2 separate regions of the Callithrix jacchus genome follow, and region 1 is linked to region 2. The links are chromatin contacts, called in public Hi-C maps. All regions are on one chromosome and are shown on one strand. Each heading gives the region's core, a stretch centred on a gene start, on an enhancer-like site or on the middle of the called end of the contact. The rest is flanking DNA. Distances are from core to core; before and after follow the strand shown. Region 1 holds the start of STON2 (stonin 2). Region 2 overlaps STON2 (stonin 2).

Region 1 (6,026 bases), core at 3,175-5,674, 180 kb before region 2:
TGTGACTGTACAGGAGAGTGTATTGCAGTGATTCCAGTATTTGCCAAGTATTAGGTCCTTATTGAAAAAAAATTAAAAGATTCATGTAATAGTTGTCCCTTTTATTTTTATTTATTGAAAAGGAGTTTCCTCTTGTTGCCCAGGCTGGAGTGCAATGGCGCTATCTAGGCTCACCACAACCTCTGCTTCCCAGGTTCAAGCGATTCTGCCTCAGCCTCCCGAGTACCTGGGATTACAGGCATGCACCACCACGCCCAGCTAATTTTGTATTTTTGTAGAGACGGGGTTTCTCCATGTTGGTCAGGCTGGTCTCGAATTTCCGACCTCAGGTGATCCACGCTCCTCGGCCTCCCAAAGTGCTGAGATTACAGGCATGAGCCGCTGCACCTGGCCTTAGTTGTCCTATTTTTATTTATTCAGCTAATAAATCAGGAAAGCCGCAAATCCATTTACCAGCCCCTTGCAGTAACTCCTGACCTCCACCAGGGGACCTCAGCGCATGTTTTTAACCAGAAGTCTGCGAATGGGACACCGTTCAGAAAAGTTTGACAAGGTGACTTGTCATCATTCACTTAATTTGTTTATAGCTCTCTGTGCGTGACTAATGTAAGGATAGACTGAATGACTGTCTTGGAGACATCCATAAGATAAAAGAGAAGCATGGGCTCTGGAATCTGAAGGCTTGATTCCATTTCTGCCTCCGTTGTGGCTGTGTGATGCTGGCGAATCACAGACCTCAAGTTGAAATGATGAGCATCATAATCACCCATGCCCTTCCTTCCTTACACCGCCCCCACCCCTAAGCTTCTAAGAGAGCTCACAAAGAAGCTGCTTCACTCACCCAGTGGCTGCCCTGCCTCCCTGTCCAGAACTCTCCAGCCTGCACCCTGCCCCGCCCCGCCCCGCCCTCCCATCTCTCCTGCCACGTCTGCAGCTCTGCAGAGACTGATAATCCCAAACCGGGAGCAACTCAGGAGCAAGGTAACAATAATGGATGTTAAGTGCTTATTCCGGACGAGTAGACTGCAGCTGCTCCATGATGGTTTGTTCCTGTCCCCTATGAATATTCTCCAAGTAAAAGAAAGGTTTAGATTTGCACCACCCACCACCCATTCAGCAGTTACTTGTCCCCTGTGGCCATGAACACTTGGAATGTGGCTAGTCCCAGTGAGTCATGCTCTAACTGTAAAACCACACAGTCTTGAAAGCCTTCACAGGAAAAGCAGGTTGACAGTATTGTTTTAGTCCATTCAGACTGCTATAACAAGGTACCACAAACTGGGTAGCTTATAAACAGAAATTTATTTCTCGCAGTTCTAGAGGCTGTAAAGTCCAAGATCAGGGCCCCTAGCAGATTCTGTGTCTGATGAGGGCCCACTTTCTGGTTCATAGATGGCACCTTTTCTTTCTATCCTCATGGTAGAAGGAGTGAGGGAGTCTCTCAGGCCTCTTTTCTTTTTTCTTTTTTCTATTTTTGAGTCAGTCTCACTCTGTTATCCAGGCTGGAATGCAGTGACACAATCTTGGCACATTGCAACCTCCGCCTCCCTGGTTCAAGCCATTCTCCCACCTCAACCTCCCGGGCTTAAGCAATTCTCCTGCCTCAGACTCTTGAGTAGCTGGGATTACAGGGACACACCACCAGGCCCGGCTAATTTTTGTATTTTTAGTAGGGATTTCGCCGTGTTGGCCAGGCTGGTCTCAAACTCCCGACCTCAGGTGATCCACCCGCCTCGGCCTTCCAAAGTCCTGGGATTACAGGTGTGAGCCACCACACCTGGCCTTAGGCCTCTTTAAAAAAAAAAAAAATTATTATGTATTTATTTATTTTCATAGAGATGCAGTTTTGCCCTGGCTGATCTCCAACTGGCCTCAAGCAATCCTCCCTCCTTAGTCTCCTGAGTGCCAGGATTACAGGCCTCTCCTATAAGGGCTCTAACCCCATTCATGAGGGCCCCAACCTCATGACCTAATCAATCGCCTCCCAAAGGGCTCGCTTTCTAATACCATCATCACCTTGGGAGTTAGTATTTCACCAAATAAATTTTGAGGGGAAAAGAACATTCAGACCATAGCAAGTATTTTCATTAATGCTTTTTATTTGATTATATGTAAAGATGATAATAGATTTGATATATTAGGTTAAGTAAAAATATATTATTAAAATTAATGTAGCTACTGAAAGTTTCAAATTATATGTGTAACTCATATTGCTATAGGTCAGTATTAGTCTTCACACAGATTTTAAGGTTCTGTCCTGCTCTGAGTTTTCATGATTGAAGCATAAGCAGTCTTAGAGGGGAAAAGAAGTTTCAGCAACCCTACAGAAACACACATGGGGATCTGCATGGGGTGTGTGTGTGTGTGTGTGTGTGTGTGTGTGGTATTGTTTATAGCATGAAGAAAAAAGCTGAGAACAACCTAAACATTCAACAGAAAGGGACTGGTTAATACGTGATAGTACATCCATGGGACATGTACAAGCATTAAAAAGGCAAGACATTTCCCATAAGAATCACTTGAGACACTTACTAAAAATATCAACATAGGCCAGATATGGTGGCTCATGCTTGTAATCCCAGCACTTTGGGAGGCCAAGGTTAGAGCATCACTTAAAGGCAGGAGTTTGTAACCAGTCTGGGCAACATAGTAAGACCCTGTCTCTACAAAAAAATTAAAAACAGCCAGGTGTAGTGGTGCATCTCTGTAGTTCATGCTACATGGGAGGCTGAGGTGGGAGAATCACTTGAGCCCAGGAGATTAAGGCACAGTGAGCTACGATTGTGCCACTACACTCCAGACTTGCGAGCAGAGCAAGACCCTTTCTCTCTCTCTCTCTCTCTCTCTCTCTCTCTCTCTCTTCCCTCTCTCTCCCTCTCCCTCTCTCTGCACACACACACACATTGTGTGTGTGTGTGTGTGTGTGTGCGCGCGCGTGTATAATCTCACACACAAAAAAAGACTTCCCCAGGTGCCTCCCTGAGAAATTCTGAATCAGCAGGTTTGGAGTGAAACCTGTCAATCTCCATGTTTAAAAAGCATCCCGGCCGGGCGCGGTGGCTCAAGCCTGTAATCCCAGCACTTTGGGAGGCCGAGGCAGGTGGATCACGAGGTCAAGAGATCGAGACCATGCTGGTCAACATGGTGAAACCCCGTCTCTACTAAAAATACAAAAGTTATCTGGGCGCGTGCCTGTAATCCCAGCTGCTCAGGAGGCTGAGGCAGGAGAATTGCCTGAACCCAGGAGGCGGAGGTTGCGGTGAGCTGAGATCGTGCCATTGCACTCCAGCCTGGGTAACAAGAGCGAAACTCCGTCTCAAAAAACAAATCAAATCAAAACAAAACAAAACAAAAAACAAAAAGTACCCCTGAGAAATTCTGATTTATAGACAAGTTTCCAGACACTAAAACAATTGGTAAGTATATATAATTGCGTGGAAAAGACATGCAAGCTAGTGTTTGGGCTACTATTCTATGATGCATTTTTGTTTATAAAACAGGATTACATATGTATGTTTGTGTGTAGAAATATACATATTAATATATAGAATAGATTTGGGGCCGAGCGCGGTGGCTCACGCCTGTAATCCCAGCACTTTGGGAGGCTGAGGCAGGTGGATCACGAGGTCAAAAGATTGAGACCATCTTGGTCAACATGGTGAAACCCCGTCTCTACTAAAAATACAAAAAAATTTAGCTGGGCATGGTGGCGCGTGCCTGTAATCCCAGCTACTCAGGAGGCTGAGGCAGGAGAATTGCCTGAACCCAGGAGGCGGAGGTTGCGGTGAGCCGAGATCGCGCCATTGCACTCCAGCCTGGGTAACGAGAGCTAAACTCCGTCTCAAAAACAAAACAAAAAAAAGAAAAAAAAGAAAGAAAGAAAGAAAAGAAAAGATTTGGAAATATATAAGCCCAGCTGCTATAGGTGATTGCCTCTTAGAAACAGGGAAAAAGAAAGGGACTTTGCATCTTTACTTGCATACTTCACTGCTTGTTTGTTTATGCATCGCTTACAGGAGCGGGGAGGAACCTCCTTGTGATTTCATCAGTTCCCAAGGGTTTGGAGAGGGAAGCCAGGGGTGAGGCAGTCAGCTGCGCTCACAGCATGGCCTCACAGCCCAGGGACAGCCCATCATGAAATCCCTTGGGTTGCCCCCACCCTGCACCCTCATTCTTCCCGCTAGCCCCAGATGGGCTCTGCCCTCGACCTGTGGCTCTTCCCCCTCTGCCCTGATGCAAAGGGACCCCGACTTGGGAGGAGGCTTTCTAGATCGCAGCTTGGCCTGAGGCAGAGCCAGAATGATGAGGTCACCCGGCACAGCTGCTAACTATTTCAAGGAAACAGGTGGCGGCTCTGGCCTCTTCATGGGCTTGGAGGTTTCTGGGAGAGGCCTCTTCAAGGGCGTCCTTGAAGCCCAACCACAGATGTCCCTGTGGTTGGGACAGGGGAGCACAAGGTAACAGTCTGCATATTGCTTCAACGGGAGGGCTTTAGAAATACCGTGCCAGAGCTGCACCCCAGACCAACAAAACCAGACTCTCCAGGATGGGGCCAAGGTATCAGCAATGTGGAAAGCTTTCAGGTGATTGCAATGCGCAACCGAGGTTCAGACCCCTGCCTAACCCTTGCTACTAGAGGCCCTGGACCAGCAGCATTCCCTGGAAGCTTATTATGCAGAATCTCAGAATCTGCATTCCAAGATCCCTGGGAGATTTGTGTGCAAAGAGCTTGGAAGCGCTGCTGCTGTAGGTAGACGCGGAGCTAGGGGCTCTGGGGGCTGCAAAAGGGGTGAAATGCTAGCTGAGCCGTTGACTTCTCCTCCTGAATGTAATGAAGATACTGAAGTCTTCGTCTTGGATTGTGGTGATGATTAAGCTTGACGACGTCTGTACCAGGTACTGAGCACTCAGTAGATATGAGCTTGTTTTGTTAGGATCCTTACTGTTTTCATCCTGAAATGCAACCTGCTCAGTTGGCCTGCCTGCTGTGAGCATGTGCTGGCTATGTTTTTTGTCCAGCTCAGCCCTCGTTCGGCAGGCATCAAATGTCTTTTCTCTCTGGGAGCCCAGACACAGGGACCAGAAAGTTCACAGCTCAGTCCAGACAGTCTCTGATCCCAGAGTTGTTTTTCCTGTGAAAATCATGTGATTGCTTCATCGTTAGGGAAAGTCAAACAATAAAAGGGTGTAGGTTCTCGTAATTGCTGTGGAAGCTGCAAATGTGGTGTGTTTCTGTGCCAGCTGGAGAGGAGAAGGGTTTGGGAAGGAGGTTGCCAAATTCTGCCTCCCAGACTTCTTGGTCGTGGTTCAGCTCTGGACTGACAGTCTGAGGAGGTGGGCCTGTGATGACTGGAGAATCAATCACTGATCTAACAGTACACAGCAGTAAGGGATGCTGTGCTTCCAAGGATAGCAGTCTCTCAATAATAGCACTTTCTTTAAAAGCCCTCTTCATTCATTTAAAAAAAATTAATAAGCATTTCCTAAGTGCCAGGCATTGTATTGTTATTTCATCATCAAAGTTACCCTTTGGGGCTAGTATTATCCTCGTTTTACAGGCAAGAAAACAGACTCAGAGATGTTTGGTTTCAGGGTTAAACAGCCACTGGATGACAGAATTGGAATTCATAGAGAGGTTCTGAGTCCACAGTCCCCCTCTGGGTCACTCTATGCTGCTACTTCTCTCCAATCCAGGAAAACATAGTGTTGGAGAATGGGGTCCCTTTCAGTGAAAAACTGGGTTGTTTGTTATCCTTTGTGCTTTTCCCTCCTACTGTTGAGACCGGCACCATCTCCCCAAGTCCCTCTGCCAATCTCTTCATTCTCAGAGAGGGAGGACATTAGTCCACTATGAACTACAGTGTTGCATTCGCAAACTGAAAGAATTGTAAATGACATCTCTTACTTTCTTTCACCTTTCCATTCAAGAAACATTTATTGAAAATGTCAAGAATTACACAGATAATAAAAAGGAGACATGGGACAGGAGTGTGGCAGAATGAGTCCTGGCCTCGGGGGGAGTGGAG
Region 2 (6,528 bases), core at 2,519-5,018:
CACCACTGCAAAGTGGATCAAGCTCCATGAGTGCCGCTTCCATGGGTGTGTGGATGAGGACGTATTCCACAACTCACGGGTCATTCTGTTCAACCCTTTGGATGCATGCCGGTTTGAGCTAATGCGGTTCAGGACAGTGTTTGCCGAGAAGACCTTGCCTTTCACACTCAGGACGGCCGCAAGTGTCAATGGGGCGGAGGTGGAGGTGCAGAGCTGGCTGAGGATGTCAACTGGCTTCTCCTCCAATCGTGACCCCCTCACTCAGGTTCCCTGTGAGAATGTGATGATCTGTTACCCTGTGCCCAGTGAGTGGGTGAAAAACTTCCGCAGGGAAAGTGTCCTGGGGGAAAAGTCTTTGAAAGCCAAAGTGAACCGGGGGGCGAGTTTTGGCTCCACTAGTGTTTCTGGCTCTGAGCCTGTCATGAGAGTAACTCTGGGAACTGCCAAGTACGAGCATGCCTTCAACTCCATTGTGTGGAGGATAAACCGACTGCCCGACAAAAACTCAGGTGGGTGGTGGTTCCCCTTCTGTGGAAACAAGCACCAGCACACGTTGTGAAAAAGCTGAGATCCAAGTTCCACATCCTGTATGAAGTGCTTGTTTTTATTGTGTGATGGAAGTGGTGATGGAGGGGGAGTGGGACCAGAAAAGTAAAAATAATTAAGCCAGGTAAGTAATGTGCATAGCAGCCCAGTTCACTCTTTTCACCCCCTCATTATCACACATCTTCTGTAAAACCAGGGATTATTCTTCTCAGCTGAGCTGCTAAGCAGCTTTGCAGGGCAGCTTCTGAATTTATATTCTTTTGGGACTCATTAACATATTAGCAGTGGTGCTGGAAGTGATTCATTTCTAGATGGCTTCTGAAGAGACATCTTTCTCACACTGCCCTCGATGTAGGTAAAAGGGCCAGTTTATGGACAGTCATGGACAAGACACTGAGAGGTTAATTTTATAATTCCGGATCCTCTGTGCAAAGCCTGTCCGTCATAATATCTCAAGCTCAGAGTTTGCCTCTGAGACTTGGGGGATGGGAAAGAAAAGTGGCCTGCAGGCAGACTGAAGATCCAGCTAGGACATGAATTTCTAAAAGGGCCAGAATGGCAGCCGACATATAAAGAAAAGAATATTTTCTTTAGACAAACAAAAAATGCTTACCAGCCCTAGCTGGGCTGCTCACAGCTATCAGGGATGCTTTTGTGCTTGAGTGAGTCCAGACGGCGGTTATTTCCCCCATGGGTCCAGTGAGATTTAGTGAAATGACAAAATGAGGGAGCACTCAAACCAGGACTAATATGCGTATTTCTTAGAGTAAGTCTGGGTGACTCCAATGGGAGGCAGCAAGCCCATGAGCTTGTAAGCCTTTAAATCCCTTCTTTTCTTTAGAATACATTTTGCCCATCTGTTAACAAAAGCTGATATGCTACCTGAGCAAAAAGAATAAGGTTTAGAAAAACTCTTGAGTGAAATGGCTTTATCTTATGTGTCTATCCTTTCTTCCATTCTCACTCTAAATCCTAGCAGATGTGTTCTGAGTCTCCCTCTCCTGCTCTGAGTGTGGAGTGGCTGTATTATTATATCCTAAGTTAATGCGGTGTGATGGCAAACGGCAATATGATCCGGCCAGCTCCCCAGGCATTCCAGGGAGTGGACACACACCAGGGCGTTCTGTATCAGACACTGGGTGTAGCTGTGCAAACTGAAGAGACAATTGGACTTCTGTGTTTGAGGCTGGATTTGCTACTCCCTGCTTCTAAACTGACAGCATTTTTTAAACCAGGTGTTCCTCTCTATGCCTGCTTATTCATTTCCCCTGAAATCAGCACTGTATTCTGCTGATGGTAGCACTGAAACTTCTACCTTATCCACAGGGCCCCTCTGACTTGGCAGAGGAGGGGAGAAACCCTGAACTCTCCTTTGACATGAAAGCCCTTGGAAAGAGACAACCATGGAATTATCAGATTTTCAAGCTGGAAGGGACCTTGGGGATAACTTAGTCAACTATTTATAGATGAGAAAATTAAGGTTGGGAAGGTGACGTGACATATCTAGAGTCATGCAGTCACACCCAGGGTCCTTTTCTCAATGCCACCGGTGCCTCCTGGTAGATGAAGCCAAGTAGACACAAATATTGTAATAAATCACACCAGGAAAACAGATATTTGCAGTTTTTCCAGTGTGTACAAATGTATCGATTTGTTTAAAAGTGATTTCTCCCAAACATTTACAAGTACTGGATGAGGGTTTTTTTGTTTTCTCTTTTACTATAAGCAACAAAGACTTAATAGCCACCTTAAGGAACAAAGCAAATTATTGGATGGGATAGCCCAGAGACCTGAGGGAAAGATTGATCAAGAAGACTTTAGACAGCTCGAGAATAGCTCTGGTCATAGAAACTAATGGATGTCTTCTCACTATGTAGCCTTAGGGACAAATCATCCCAGATTATTTTCTGTTCTTGGGTTTTTGTTGTTGTTGTTTTGTTTTGTTTTGTTTTGTTTTTGTTTTTGTTTTTGAGATGGAGTCCGGCTCTGTCCCCCAGGCTGGAGTGCAATGGTGTGATGTCGGCTCACTGCAGCCTCGGCCTCCTGGGTTCAGGCAATTCTCCTGCCTCAGCCTCCTGAGTAGCTGGGACTACAGGCACGCGCCACCATACCCAGCTAAATATTTGTATTTTTATTAGAGACAGGGTGTCACCATGTTGGCCAGGCTAGTCTCAAACTCCTGACCTCAGGTATCCACCTGCCTTGTACTCCCAAAGTGCTGGAATTACAGGCCTGAGGCACCACACCTGGCCCTATTTTTTGTTCTTTGGCAACTTGGCTCAAGAGTGTAGGGGAGAGGAGTATATTTTGACTGACGTGACCAAGACAACATGTAGCACTGGGAAGATTATTTCCCAAATGGAGAGAAAGAAAAGGACTGCTACCAGAAAAGAGAGGAAATGGACACAGGACAAGGGGAAAAGCAAAAACAGGCCTTCAGCAAACACTTTCCTTAGTGGTTCTCAGTGGAGAGTGTTCTGTTGGCTCAAGGGCAAGTGAATGCAGCTTATATGCTGTATTACATATCTATTTCCAGATTGCTTGAACCTCATTGTGGAAGACTGATGAAATATAGCACAGCATAAGGATATTGGGGATGTTTCTTACTTAAATCCTCACAGCCTCGCCCCATTACTGTCATAGTTATATAACAATATTTTCAATAGTGGACCCCCAAAAAGAGGCTTCTTATACTTCTCTGGCCAACGATATGTTTTCATACCAGGTCAGGAAATAGATAGCACCCTTTTCTGGAAACTTGAGATGCATAGGATCTGAATTGCAGGCAGAATGTAAGTTCTCACGCATTGCTGGTATTCACTGTGCCCAGCTCCTGCCCTCCCTTGCAGTGCTCCATCCGGGAAACCAGAGAATTGATGGTTATCTTTTTGTAATAGCCCTTTCCTAAGCTCTTCTGTCTAGGTGTTCAGACAGCCCTGGGAAGGTGCTTTGTACAGGTTATTTTTCATAATCCTTAGCCTTCTTTAAAGAAGCTAGGGCTCAGCTGAGGTCAAAGACCCGGCTGGCTGGAAGCCTACATTCCTGGCTGCAGTGGCCCTGCATTCCCAGGCCCCAGTGGACAGGGCAGTCAAACCCCAGGCAGCGGAGGCCAGCAGCTTTGTACCCCTGTGTTGCTGGCATCCCAAGCCTATTGCCACAGCAGGCTGTCCCAGTCCCAGCCACCAAAAGCTCAAGCAGCTACCTTTGAATTCTAACGTGACCCCACTGGCGGGGTCCAGCCCAGCCACATACGGTAGCAGCTCCCCTCTCGGAGCTCCCCAAGGACCCCTCCCACCCTCATCCGAGGAGTTTTTCTTAATCTTAGAAGGCACTGAAATAAGTCCCACTGCTTCCACAGATTATCCGCCAGGAAATGAAACTTTCTGTCCTGCATAAATGGCTTTCTTTGCAGGAATCCCCCTTCTCATTAGACCAGCTGAAGGGAAAACAGTGCCAATATGATCATCCTTATATAAGAAATTTTAAAAATACGTATTTTTTGTTGAATTTTCTCAACCTCATCAAGGAAAATGACAGAATGTATGGACTTATTTAGCACATTACTATGAATTCAACTATAATAGCTTTCAGAATTGAACTTCCTTAACTGTCCACCACCCCTACCCATCTGAGAGTTGATACTAGGATTCTAGGAAAAAATGCTGCTTTCAGAATTTGCTGTGAATACACTTTGGTGGAGTAAAAGGAGGAAATCAGTCATGTATAAAGGAAAAATTTCTCCATATTCCAAAATGTGCAAAATAAGGGTAATTAGATTAGGAGAGTTGTCCGAGTTGCTATTAAATTAAAAGGAATACTTCGGTATACATTGTTTTGATCTTATTTCACAGCAATATACTGAGGAGAATTGAGGACATAGTTTGAAAGCAGAGTCATCTCTGAATCTTATTTCCAGCTCTACCACTTAATGGCTGTGTAACCTCAGGCAATTTACTTAACCCTCTCAGAGAAACCTGATTTTTCTCATCTATAAAATAGGGTTATTAATAGCTAGTTCATTGAGAATGAAATGAGATAATGCTTTTAAGGGCTTAGTGTAATATCTGGCCTGTAATAAATGCCCCCTAAATGATAGCTTATAATTGCATCTGTGGCACACAATTTAAAAACATTGAATGGATTTTCAAATACTTTAATTTTTCCTTTTATGTGTATCTTATTTAAATTATTTTCCTAAAATCAGTGCAGATTTTTCAATTTTCCAAAACGTTATTCTTTAGAAATAACCACTGAAATATGTTACGTTTGTGAAACAGAGCAAAACAAATACTTCACTATCTCATGTTTTCCTTGGAGAGCGGGTGTGTATGTCCTCACTCTCTGAGATTGAGAAGTCCTGGCCAGACCAGTAAAGAACATTGAAATTGTTTGTTTGTGGAAACTAGGATAACTAAGGGGCTGTTTCAGTTACATAATGAAGGCAAGGTCATTTCATGTTGTTTATCTATAGCTAGTAGCTAAATGGGGGTTCTTATAGGTCAATCCCACTCTACCTGTCACTCTGCAAACTTGATCTTGTGTTTTAGGGACGATGAGGTTATGACTAAGATACAGTGGTTAAGAACACTCTGGGATCAGACCGTTAGGTTCCGTTTTTAGCTCTGCCACTTTCTAGCTGTGACAGTGGGTAGCTCATTTTACCTCCCTAAGCCTTAGCTTCCTCGACTGTAAAATGAAGAACACATTCTGACCTCAAAAGATCATAATGAAGACTCAAAGAGAGAATCTGTGTAAAAGATTTAACAGAGAAGGAGGCATAGGGTGCTTAAATGTTTCCTGTATGGCAGATGAATGACAATGATATTTCAGTGATTACAGTCACAGAACTAAGCTCTCATTCTTTTTCCTCAAAAATCTCAATAACAATTCTCAAGTGAAAATCAAACCCTAAGTTTGCCATCATGAGTATAGTGGAATTACCCACAGATGTATAGAATTAAGGAGCAGCAAGGGATTGTGCCTGGCATTGTCCAACTCACCCTACTGTACTTCTCTCTCTTTCCCTCATCCCCTAATCTCCACACTTCACAGAGGAGGAATTGAGGCCTGGAGGGTATAAAGGACTTGAGGGCAGGAGCTCTGCTGCTCAGTAGAGGAGCTGGAAGTCCAACCCAGGTGTTCTGCCGGTCGGTGTTTTGCCCAGTGTTCCATATGCCTCCCTAATATCTGTGTGCTATTGATGAAGTCTTTGTCATTTACATATATCATTCACCCAGAAAAGTATGCCAAAAGCAGTTTGAAAGTATGAAATGCTATTAAGAAAGTCAATTCATTCTTCAAAGGAAAGCAAGGATTTTACTTCAGGAAGCTGTCACTGATATTTTATTAGGTGCTAAGTGCTGAGCCCTTCTATTCCATTCTTCCCATCCTCAGCCCTTATTTCTTAGTGTTTGGGCTGTGTTCACATATCACTCTCACCTGAGCAGGCAGAATGGCCCCTGTTTCTCAGGCCTTGGGTTTTATTGCTAGGAAACCAGGCTGCTAGAATCCGATGGAGTTCTATCAAGGGGCTGAGGCACAGAGAGCGTGATTTCTGCTGAGGCAGCTCCTCTTGCTCCACACTGGACCCTCTGAAAGACTGCAGGTGCCGAGCCCACAGGCCTCTTTTATTACTGAGCTGGCTCCTTTGGCTGCTGCTTCCATTTTCTCCTCAGATAATCTGATCTCTCAATTGTCTTTCTTTCATAGCTTCCGGTCACCCACACTGTTTCTTTTGCCACCTTGAACTTGGTTCTGACCGGGAAGTGCCTTCCAGATTTGCCAGTCACGTGAATGTCGAGTTCAGCATGCCCACAACTTCTGCCTCCAAAGCCACCGTGAGATCTATCTCCGTGGAAGACAAGACTGACGTCAGGAAGTGGGTCAATTATTCTGCACACTACAGCTACCAGGTAGCCTTAGGAGGTGTCTGGCTAATGCTTCCAAGTCCATTTGTTCACCCCACTACCCTCCCCTTCTTAT

The links. Hi-C and Micro-C count contacts between places; a contact is called where the count stands out from the background.
Region 1: a contact with region 2 is called in a Hi-C map of skeletal muscle, with 9 times the contacts expected there. The contact joins the promoter of STON2 here to the enhancer-like site in region 2. A contact is called at or near these places in 3 of 3 Hi-C or Micro-C datasets (induced pluripotent stem cells and skeletal muscle).

Annotation. Positions count from the first base shown.
Region 1 is chr8:116,408,515-116,414,540 of calJac240_pri, reverse strand. STON2 (stonin 2) reads left to right here and starts at 4,424. Exons shown (of 8, transcript XM_078335559.1): 1 at 4,424-4,896.
Region 2 is chr8:116,224,736-116,231,263 of calJac240_pri, reverse strand. STON2 (stonin 2) reads left to right here. Exons shown (of 8, transcript XM_078335559.1): 6 at 1-509; 7 at 6,256-6,458. Among named protein-coding and RNA genes, the nearest start is that of GTF2A1, 43 kb to the right of the region's middle. Within about 2 kb of position 3,768, at least 2 of the 16 cell types and tissues checked have an H3K27ac peak or open chromatin away from gene starts, as enhancers often do. A contact at or near this core is called in skeletal muscle, where this site is marked.